Linked DNA regions of Pan troglodytes: regions 1 and 3 are each linked to region 2. Evidence: chromatin contacts called from public HiChIP or PLAC-seq data. All regions are on one chromosome and are shown on one strand. The core of a region is the stretch at or near the end of the contact, and the rest is flanking DNA. Distances in the headings are between cores, read along the strand shown.

What was found. HiChIP or PLAC-seq counts read pairs in DNA pulled down with a chosen protein or histone mark.
Region 1: an H3K4me3 HiChIP or PLAC-seq map of stem cell-derived excitatory neurons shows a contact between it and region 2, with 2.1 times the contacts expected there. The contact joins the promoter of ARPC3 here to the promoter of TCTN1 in region 2. A contact is called at or near these places in 1 of 7 Hi-C or Micro-C datasets (induced pluripotent stem cells) and 1 of 1 datasets of contacts at active chromatin or transcription factors (stem cell-derived excitatory neurons).
Region 3: an H3K4me3 HiChIP or PLAC-seq map of stem cell-derived excitatory neurons shows a contact between it and region 2, with 2.4 times the contacts expected there. The contact joins the promoter of PPP1CC here to the promoter of TCTN1 in region 2. A contact is called at or near these places in 1 of 7 Hi-C or Micro-C datasets (stem cell-derived neural progenitor cells) and 1 of 1 datasets of contacts at active chromatin or transcription factors (stem cell-derived excitatory neurons).

Annotation. Positions count from the first base shown.
Region 1 is chr10:117,259,807-117,262,581 of NHGRI_mPanTro3-v2.0_pri, forward strand. ARPC3 (actin related protein 2/3 complex subunit 3) reads right to left here and starts at 1,302. Exons shown (of 7, transcript NM_001251913.1): 1 at 1,234-1,302. The coding sequence starts at 1,239.
Region 2 is chr10:117,425,134-117,427,833 of NHGRI_mPanTro3-v2.0_pri, forward strand. It overlaps TCTN1 (tectonic family member 1), which reads left to right and starts at 1,294. Exons shown (of 15, transcript XM_063784937.1): 1 at 1,294-1,659.
Region 3 is chr10:117,553,593-117,556,292 of NHGRI_mPanTro3-v2.0_pri, forward strand. It overlaps PPP1CC (protein phosphatase 1 catalytic subunit gamma), which reads right to left and starts at 1,428. Exons shown (of 8, transcript XM_001144540.7): 1 at 1,070-1,428. The coding sequence starts at 1,124.

The DNA.
Region 1 (2,775 bases), core at 52-2,551, 170 kb before region 2:
TAGGCCTCCCAAAGTGCTGGGATTACAGGCGTGAGCCACTGTGCCTGACCACCCATCTAGCTTCTTTATAGCATTTGTCACTACCTGACACTACCGTATGTATCTCCTTTATTATGTTTACACTTTTATTGTCTCGACTCCCGATTTGAATGTACATTCTTTAAGATTAGGGATTTGTTGAACTTATTTGCTGCTGTAAATACAGCCTGGCAGGCAGCAGGTGCTCGTTAACGTTTGTTAAAAATAATGTGTGAGCAGGCTGGGCGCGATGGCTCACGCTTATAATCCCAGCACTTTGGGAGACCGAGGGGGCGGATCACCTGAGGTCTGATGTTCCAGACCAGCCTGGCCAACATGGTGAAACCCCGTCTCTACTAAAATGCAAAAAATTAGCTGGGCGTGGTGGCGCGTGCCTGTAATCCCAGCTACCCGGGAGGCTGAGGCACGAGAATTGCTTGAACCAGGGTGGTGGAGGTTGTAGTGAGCCGAGATCGCCTCACTGCACTCCAGCCTGGGCGACAGAACGAGACTCTCTCAAAAAACAAACAACAAAAAAAGTGTGAACAATCACATAATAACTGAACCACCTTTTCCCGAATCTGCAAAATGGAGACCATGACGGTGATAAATCTACCCCACAAACTGGCTGTCAGAAATTAAGTACAACCAGGCCGTCATAATTTTTTACTCCCACTCTGATGGCACACGAAAAAGGAAATCTTTGGAAGTCAGGCGCCGAACGAGTCTGTGAGGGCCCTAAACCCAGCTGGCTCCGGGGTGGCCGCCGCTGCCGGGAAGTGGGTTCTGACAAATGACAAACAGCAGAGGGAGCCTGACCCCGGGGCGGAGGAGGAAGTGGGCCTGACAGAAAAAGGAGAAGCTAGACCCCTGGACTTGAAATATGAAAAATAAAAAGCGCAGCCCTTGGCTTCGCGCTCTAGTGAGGCTTTGGGAACCCTGCCGGAGTCGGAAGGAGTAGACGGAGAGAGAGAAAAGGGCCTCTTCACACACTCTGGACCCTTGGCCCACTCCTGCCGCGCCCCCGCCTCCCACGACTGGCACCCCCGGGCCGCCCCAATCCTTCAGCAATCGGTCCCCTCCCCTCGCCTCCCTCCTTCTCGGGCCCCAGCTTCCTCTCTGCCTTCCGCCGCCCGCTTCTCTCGGCACACACACGGTTTCTCTCTGCTCTTCGCAATCCCCGCTGTCTCCCCACACCGTGGATCGAACCCTCACCGGCATCTTGGCGGCGCCCGGGTTTCAACCCAGAGGAGCAGGATCCAGGTAGAGCGGAGCGCTTCCGGTCTGGCAGCCTGGGCGAGGTAGGCGGAAGCGAAACGGAAGGGGCGGGTGCGGACGTGGAGCTTCCGGCCTTGCAGTTCTGCTTCTGGTTGCAGCGGCCGCGCGGATCTGAAGGAGGCGCCAGAGCACTAGGCAGGTGCCTTGAGTGGTGCAGCGTGAGGCAGCGCCCAGAATGGAGATGGGTCTTGAGGTTCCAGAATCTGAGATCAATCACCTCTTTTGTATTTTTTTCAAATGTCACCTTTTCAGGGCCGGGCATAGTGGCTCACGCCTGTAATCCCAGCACTTTGGGAGGCCGAGGCGGGTGGATCACCTGAGGTCAGGAGTTCGAGACCAGCCTGGATGGTGAAACCCCGTCTCTACTAAAAATACAAAAATTAGCTGGTCGTGGTAGCATCCCAGCTACTCGGGAGGCTGAGGCCGGAGAATCGCTTGAACCCAGGAGGCAGAGGTTGCAGTGAGCCAAGATCGCGCCGCTGCACTCCAGCCGGGATGACAGTGTGACTCTCTCAAAAAAAAAAAAAAAAAATCACCTTTCCTGTGAAGCATTCTCCGTTCATTCTATTTTCAGTTCACCCAACTCCAGCCCCATGCCTTATCCTTCTCTCCCGCTTTTTCCCTTAGTTCTTACGATTCTTGTATTTAGTTTACTCTTAGTGCTTGTGAATGCCAAAAAGGCAGCACTTCGTCCGTTTTGTCACCTGCGCCTGTAACAGTGATGGTATGTAGGAAACATCAATATTTGAGTGAATGAATGAACCCAATGCACTGCATCTAAAAATGGAGAAACTGAAGGGCACTGGACTCCAGGTTTGAATCGCAGCTCCAATACATACTAGCTCTGTAATTTTGAGCAAGTTAACTGGCCTGTGCTTCAGTTCCTCACCTGAAAATGGCAGTAACAGTATTTACCTCATAGTTTTGTGAGGATGAAATGAATTACATGTAAAATGCTTAGAACTTACATGCTTGGAGCATACTGAAAGCCCAGAGTTTTAACTTATTTATTACTAGAAAACTTCTTATGTTAAAAGTCAAGTTCATTGCTGCCTGAGAGCCATTTCTTCTGCCAGTTCCCAGCCTGAAATAGGACCCCATGTTCCCACATCTGATTTCGCATTCAGCTGACTGGGCAAATAGCACCTTTTAGGCAAGGTCTTTTTTGACAAAGAGCCCAGAGTAGCCCCATAATCACTCTCCATTTCTTTTCTGCTTTTCTTTCCATCCTCTCTCCGAGGTTTCCTTCCTCATGGTCAGTCTCACAGGCCCAGCATGGCAGCCCCACGTGAGCAAGGCCCTGCCTGCACTGTGCATCCCTGTTCTATCCCCAGTGTCTGGCATCCACGGAACTTCAGTAAATTTGTGTAAATTTACTGAATTTCTGTCAGCCCTGCCTATGAGACAGTGAAATCCTCGAGGACTGGAATTGTCAGATTCATCTTTGAAACCCCAGTGTCCAGTGGGGAAGGCACTGGA
Region 2 (2,700 bases), core at 44-2,543:
ACATCCTCGGGCTTGGGTACCTCCTAAATAAGCCCATTCAGAATGGAGAGGCTTTCCTAAATCTTAGGGTCTCCAGGTCGTTTTGTAGCATTACAGTGGATTTGCTTTGTTTTCCCCTTTAATATGTCTAAATTATTTTACTTAATTTTTGTAAAAGATTTTTGTCTTTAAATAGGTTCTTAGGCCTGGCGTGGTGGCTCATGCCTGTAATCCTAGCTCTTTGGGAGGCTGAGGCGGGAGGATCACTTGAGGCCAGGAGTTTGTGACTAGCCTGATCAACATAGTGAGACCCCCTCTCTACAAAAAATAAAAGGTATTAAGTGTTCATTTGTCCCCTTTATCACAATACAGCAGACAGAAGTTATCTGGCAACCTCGTGAGATGCAGCTAAAATAAAAAGGTGAAGCCAGTGTTGACAGAGTCTGGGATAGAGAAAATTCAGAGACAGTGATCTCACAGATCCCTGTGCTCCTTCGAAACACCCACGTTAGTGGCGTTGGGACGGCGCTTCCTAAATTTCCGTCCAACTCATCTGCTTGCGTCGGGACATTTGTTAAAAATATTTATTCCTGGCTGGGAGTGGTGGCTCACGCCTGTAATCCCAACTACTCAGGACTCAGGAGGCTGGAGCAGGTGGATCACTTGAACCCAGGAGTTCGATACCAGTCCGGGCGACGGAGGGAGACCTCGTCTCTACAAAAAAAAAAAAAAAAAAAAAAAAAAAAAAAAAAAAAAAAAAAAAATTAGCTGGGTATGGTGGCGCGCGCCTGAGTTCCCAGCTACTCAGGAGGCTGAAGTAGGAGGATTGCTTGAGCCCCAGAGGTAGAGGCTGCAGTGAGCCGAGATCGCGCTACTGCACTCCAGCCTGGGCGACAGAGTGAGACCCTGTCTCAAAAAAAATCCCCCAAAAACTGATTCCTGGGTCCTGCCCTAGACTAACTGACTCAGGATCTCCTGAGGTGGTACCTGGAAATCCGTCTTTTTTTTTTTTTTGGTTGAGACAGAGTGTCACACTGTCGCCCAGGCTGGAGTGCAGTGGCACGCTCACGGCTCTCTGTAGCCTTCACCTCCCGGGTTCAAGCGATTCTTCTGCCTCAGCCTCCCGAGTAGCTGGAACTACAGAAAATCTGCATTTTTTAAGCAAGCGCCGCAGACCGGTTGGGAACCACAGCCGGGATTTACACGCCCCTCGTTTACGCCAGCTTCACACCCGCTCACTAGTGCTCGCCCCTCTGCCTGCCATCGCTGCCTCACCCAGGCTCCGCCCTCCGGCCTCATCCGGGATCCGCCCCCTGCCTCATCCAGGGTTCGCCCCCGTCAGTCTCCGGCAGCTTCTCGCGGCTTCGCAAGCCCCTTCCCGTGATGCCCCGCGCCTGGCTGTTGCGGTTGCCGGGCAACGCGCGGTCCATGTCGCGGGCCTCGCTGGGACTCCCTGGGAGATGAGGCCGCGAGGTCTCCCGCTGCCCCTGGTGGTGCTCCTGGGCTGCTGGGCCTCCGTGAGCGCCCAGACCGAGGCCACCCCGGCGGTGACGACAGAGGGCCTCAACTCCACCGAGGCAGCCCTGGCCACCTTCGGAACTTCCCCGTCGACCAGGCCCCCCAGGACTCCCAGGGCTCCAGGGCCCTCCTCCGGCCCCAGGCCTACCCCGGTCACGGACGGTGGGTACCATGTGCCAGCTCCTGGGGTCCACAGTGATCCAACCTCAAGGGGACAGCCCCGGTGAGGACGTAATAATGATAGCTAACTCTTATTGAGCACTTACTGTGTGCAGACACTGCTGAATGTTCCATAAACGTCCATTCTAAACAATAACCCTGAGAAGTAGCTGTTACTATCACTGTCAGGTAAATGAGAAAACCGGGTCTCAGAGTTTAAGTGGAACGGTATCAAACCTTTGAAAATACTTGAAGTGGTCCCAGACAACAGTGATGCAAAGAGCAATAATGAATTCTTGCAGCCCAAGACGAAATTAAGTCGAGACAATGGTGGAAATTAGTGCCTTGGCTGCACTGAACTTTCACTTAAAGAGAGGCCAAAGGTCTATCTTACTAAATGTGACTATGTTAAGACCCTTCTCTGTTGACCTGAATTCTAAAAACCCAGGATTCCTCCTGTGTTGAATTGGAGGTGGAAAGCTATTGAGGGAGGGGTTATGCTCACTTCTTAGGAGTCATATGTAGGGATAATTAACATTTTTTTCAGAAAATGATTAATTCTAGAATTACACATTTAGTGGAAATATTTTATAATCTAATTTGACGTTTGGCTGGCGCCGTGGCTCACGCCTGTAATCCCAGCACTTTGGGAGGTCAACTCGGGTGGATTGCTTGAGGTAGGAGTTCAAGATCAGTCTGGTCAAAATGGCGAAACCCAGTCTCTACTAAAAATAGAAAAAATAGCCGGGCATGGTGTAATCCTAGCTACTCGGGAGGCTGAGGCAGGAGACTCGCTTGAACCCAGGAGGCAGAGGTTGCAGTAATTACCACTGCACTCCAGACTGGGCGACAGAGCAAGACTGTCTCAAAAAAAAAAAAATTGACATGGATGACTTCACTGAATGACTGTGACCCGCTAAGATTGAGTGCAAAACTTTGTGAATATGCCTTTTCCTGAGATGAGAGTTCATAGCAGCCGATTCTTAAAGTGGTTCATGATCTCAAAAAAAGTTTTTAAAATTTTCCGATTGTGTGAATTGAGAG
Region 3 (2,700 bases), core at 178-2,677, 130 kb after region 2:
GCCAGGCACCTCACAAGTCTTAGATGAGCCGAAATTTAAAGCTTTCTATTAACCTTTACTTAACCACTGGCCACCTTCCTTCCTACATAAGGTGACAGTGTTGTCTGTAGAGGGTTCTAGCTCCCGGCTATGTGGATTTGAAATCCAACTGTCACTAACTGTGTGACCTTGGTTAAGTGACTTCATCTCAGTTTCTTCTGTAAAATAACAAAAACAAAAAAAATTGCAAATATCTTGCAATGGGTGGGAGAATTAAACGAAATCTGTCTTAAGTGCTCAAAGAATGCCTGACACACAGTAAGCGCTTTAGAAGCGTCAGTTATGATTACAGTAATAATTCATGCACGCAAAGTGCTTAAGACAGAGCCTGGCACATTGGAAAGATAATGATAGCGTCAGCCTCGTTGGCTTCCTCTTCAGATGCACGTTCAGGAAAAGAGCGCGGAGACCTCTCCAAGATTAGAACAACTTAAAAGGATTTGGAGGGCAGGCGAAGACAGGTTCTCACACCTCTTGAGACATGAACGCTTGTTACCAAGTAACAAGAAATGGGCCCCCCAAGACCCCAGAACCACGAAAAATAAAAATAAAAGCAAGCAGGAAAAGAGCCCCCAAACCCGGCGGAACTCATGCCCTCATCAAACTGCCTTCCGAGAGGACGAGCACCGAAAAGTCCATCTCGCACAGCACGGCACACGTCGTCCAGGAGGCTGGACTGGGATCCCCAACCATCGCTCCAAAGACCCGTCCAGTGCGCGGGGGCAAACGGGTAGGGGCGGGAAACGTGGGGGTGGGGAGCGGAGTTTTCAAATTCCACGGCCGGGAGGAAGCCTGCATCCTCGTGCAATGAATGAGCGGAGCCTGGAGGGTCCGCGGCTGGCGACAAGTTGGGAATCCCGGGCTGGCCTCCCTCCGGCTGCAGTCCCCGGCCCGTGGGCCAACTCGAGGAGCTCACTCCCCACGGTGCTGCAAGCCCAACCGGCCTCCCAACTCCCCTCCCCCGAGCCCCCGGGGCCGCCTGCCGCCCTCGGGCCCGCCTCCCCCTTCAGCCGCCCGCTGCCCCCCTTACCTTCCAGCAGCCGTTGGATAATGCTGTCGATGTTGAGTTTATCTAAATCCGCCATCGCCTTCCCACCGCCGACCCTCCCGCAGCGGCGCCGCCGCCGGCTCGCGCCCGGGACTCACACCTCCTTTCCCACGCCACGAGCAGAGGCGGTGGTGGCGGCGGTGGCAGCAGCCGCGGCGGGTCCCCCCCTGCCACCCCGCTCCCTACTTCCTCCTTCTCTCCCCACTGGAACCACGAGAAGAACAAAATGGCCGCCGACTCCTTAGACAGCCTCGGGCGGCGCACGGATGCGCGCGGGGAGTGCAGCGGCCCGGCCGGGACTTCTTTATGGGCCATAGGGCGCGCGGGAGGGGGCGGGGCCCGGGCGCGGGAGGGGGCGGGGCCCGGGCGCTGGGCGGGGCGGAGACGGCTGAGCGCAACCGCGTCCCCGCATGGGATCCTTCCGCCAAACGGGCCGAGTAAATAGGCCCGCCCCCAATGCCGGGCCCGAGCGAGAGTTGCAAAGTTGCACGCGGGAGTTGGGGCTGGGGGAGGAAATGCAGCTGTGCACACCGCCGGTTGCGGCCATCGCCGGATCTTGTGCATTGAGGCTAGATGTTTGCAGACCTGGACAGGTGGGAGCTCACCGAGGGATTTCGGGGGTCCTGGAATTTACCCTTTAAGATAAATCTGGGGTGAGGATGGAAAAGGAGAATAATAAAGAAAAGAAGGTTGACTTATTTTGGATTCAGATATACTGGAACTTGGGACAAGAGAAAGGTTTATTTGGTAACTAAAAAGAAAAAACCCTCTTTCAGATAAGTCAAAATGTAACAGTTAACTCATTGTGAGTGGTGGGTATATGGGTATTTGTATATATATTTTTTGTGCACTTCTGTAACTTTACTTTAGGGGTAAAAAATCCATACTCAAAGAAAATTTTATCATTTCTGTCCCTTGGATTTATCTTTCCTGAACTCGGAAAGTTATGTAATCATCGGGACGGTTATCCCGATTCTAGCCAGGGCAAAGTTGAACGAGCGCGTGCAGCAGTTAAAAGGGGAATTTGCAGATTTCACGCGTGCAGGCCGGGGGCGGGAAGAGAAGATGCAAGCTGCGCGGGCGGTCCTGGGTTCTGCAGACACCCGAAGAAACTTTGGCCCATTCCTCTCTGGCTTCCCAGCCTCCCCGAGGGCACTCCTATCCAAGGGGCCCCCAAACTGTGCCACCTCCAGGGGCTGCGCGTCGACTTTGGCTGGGTTTGGAAGTACAGCCCACACTCAGCAAACAGATCGGCTCTCTTTCCTGACCTTTCCATGTACGTTGCTTCCTGCAGCGCTTTACATTTTGCAAAGCCCCCTCTCTCCGAGAAATTCATTTTGTTTCCCAAGGCGTGCAGGATGCACGAATCCCCATCTCAGCATGCCACGAGGTAATTGCACCACCCAGGCATCCTCTTCCAAAGCAATGTCCTCAGGGTGCGGGCTCCATGTCCCCTTACTTGGGCTCCCTCGCTACTGGTGCAGGGCCCTTGAGTTTCAGAACTCAGCCTATCGAGATCCACTTTCCTCAGGCACCAACTCACTTTCCCCTGCTACAGCTCTGTCCACCAGAAGTCACATAAGTGCCATTTGTCAGGCCAAGGCAATGAGCCC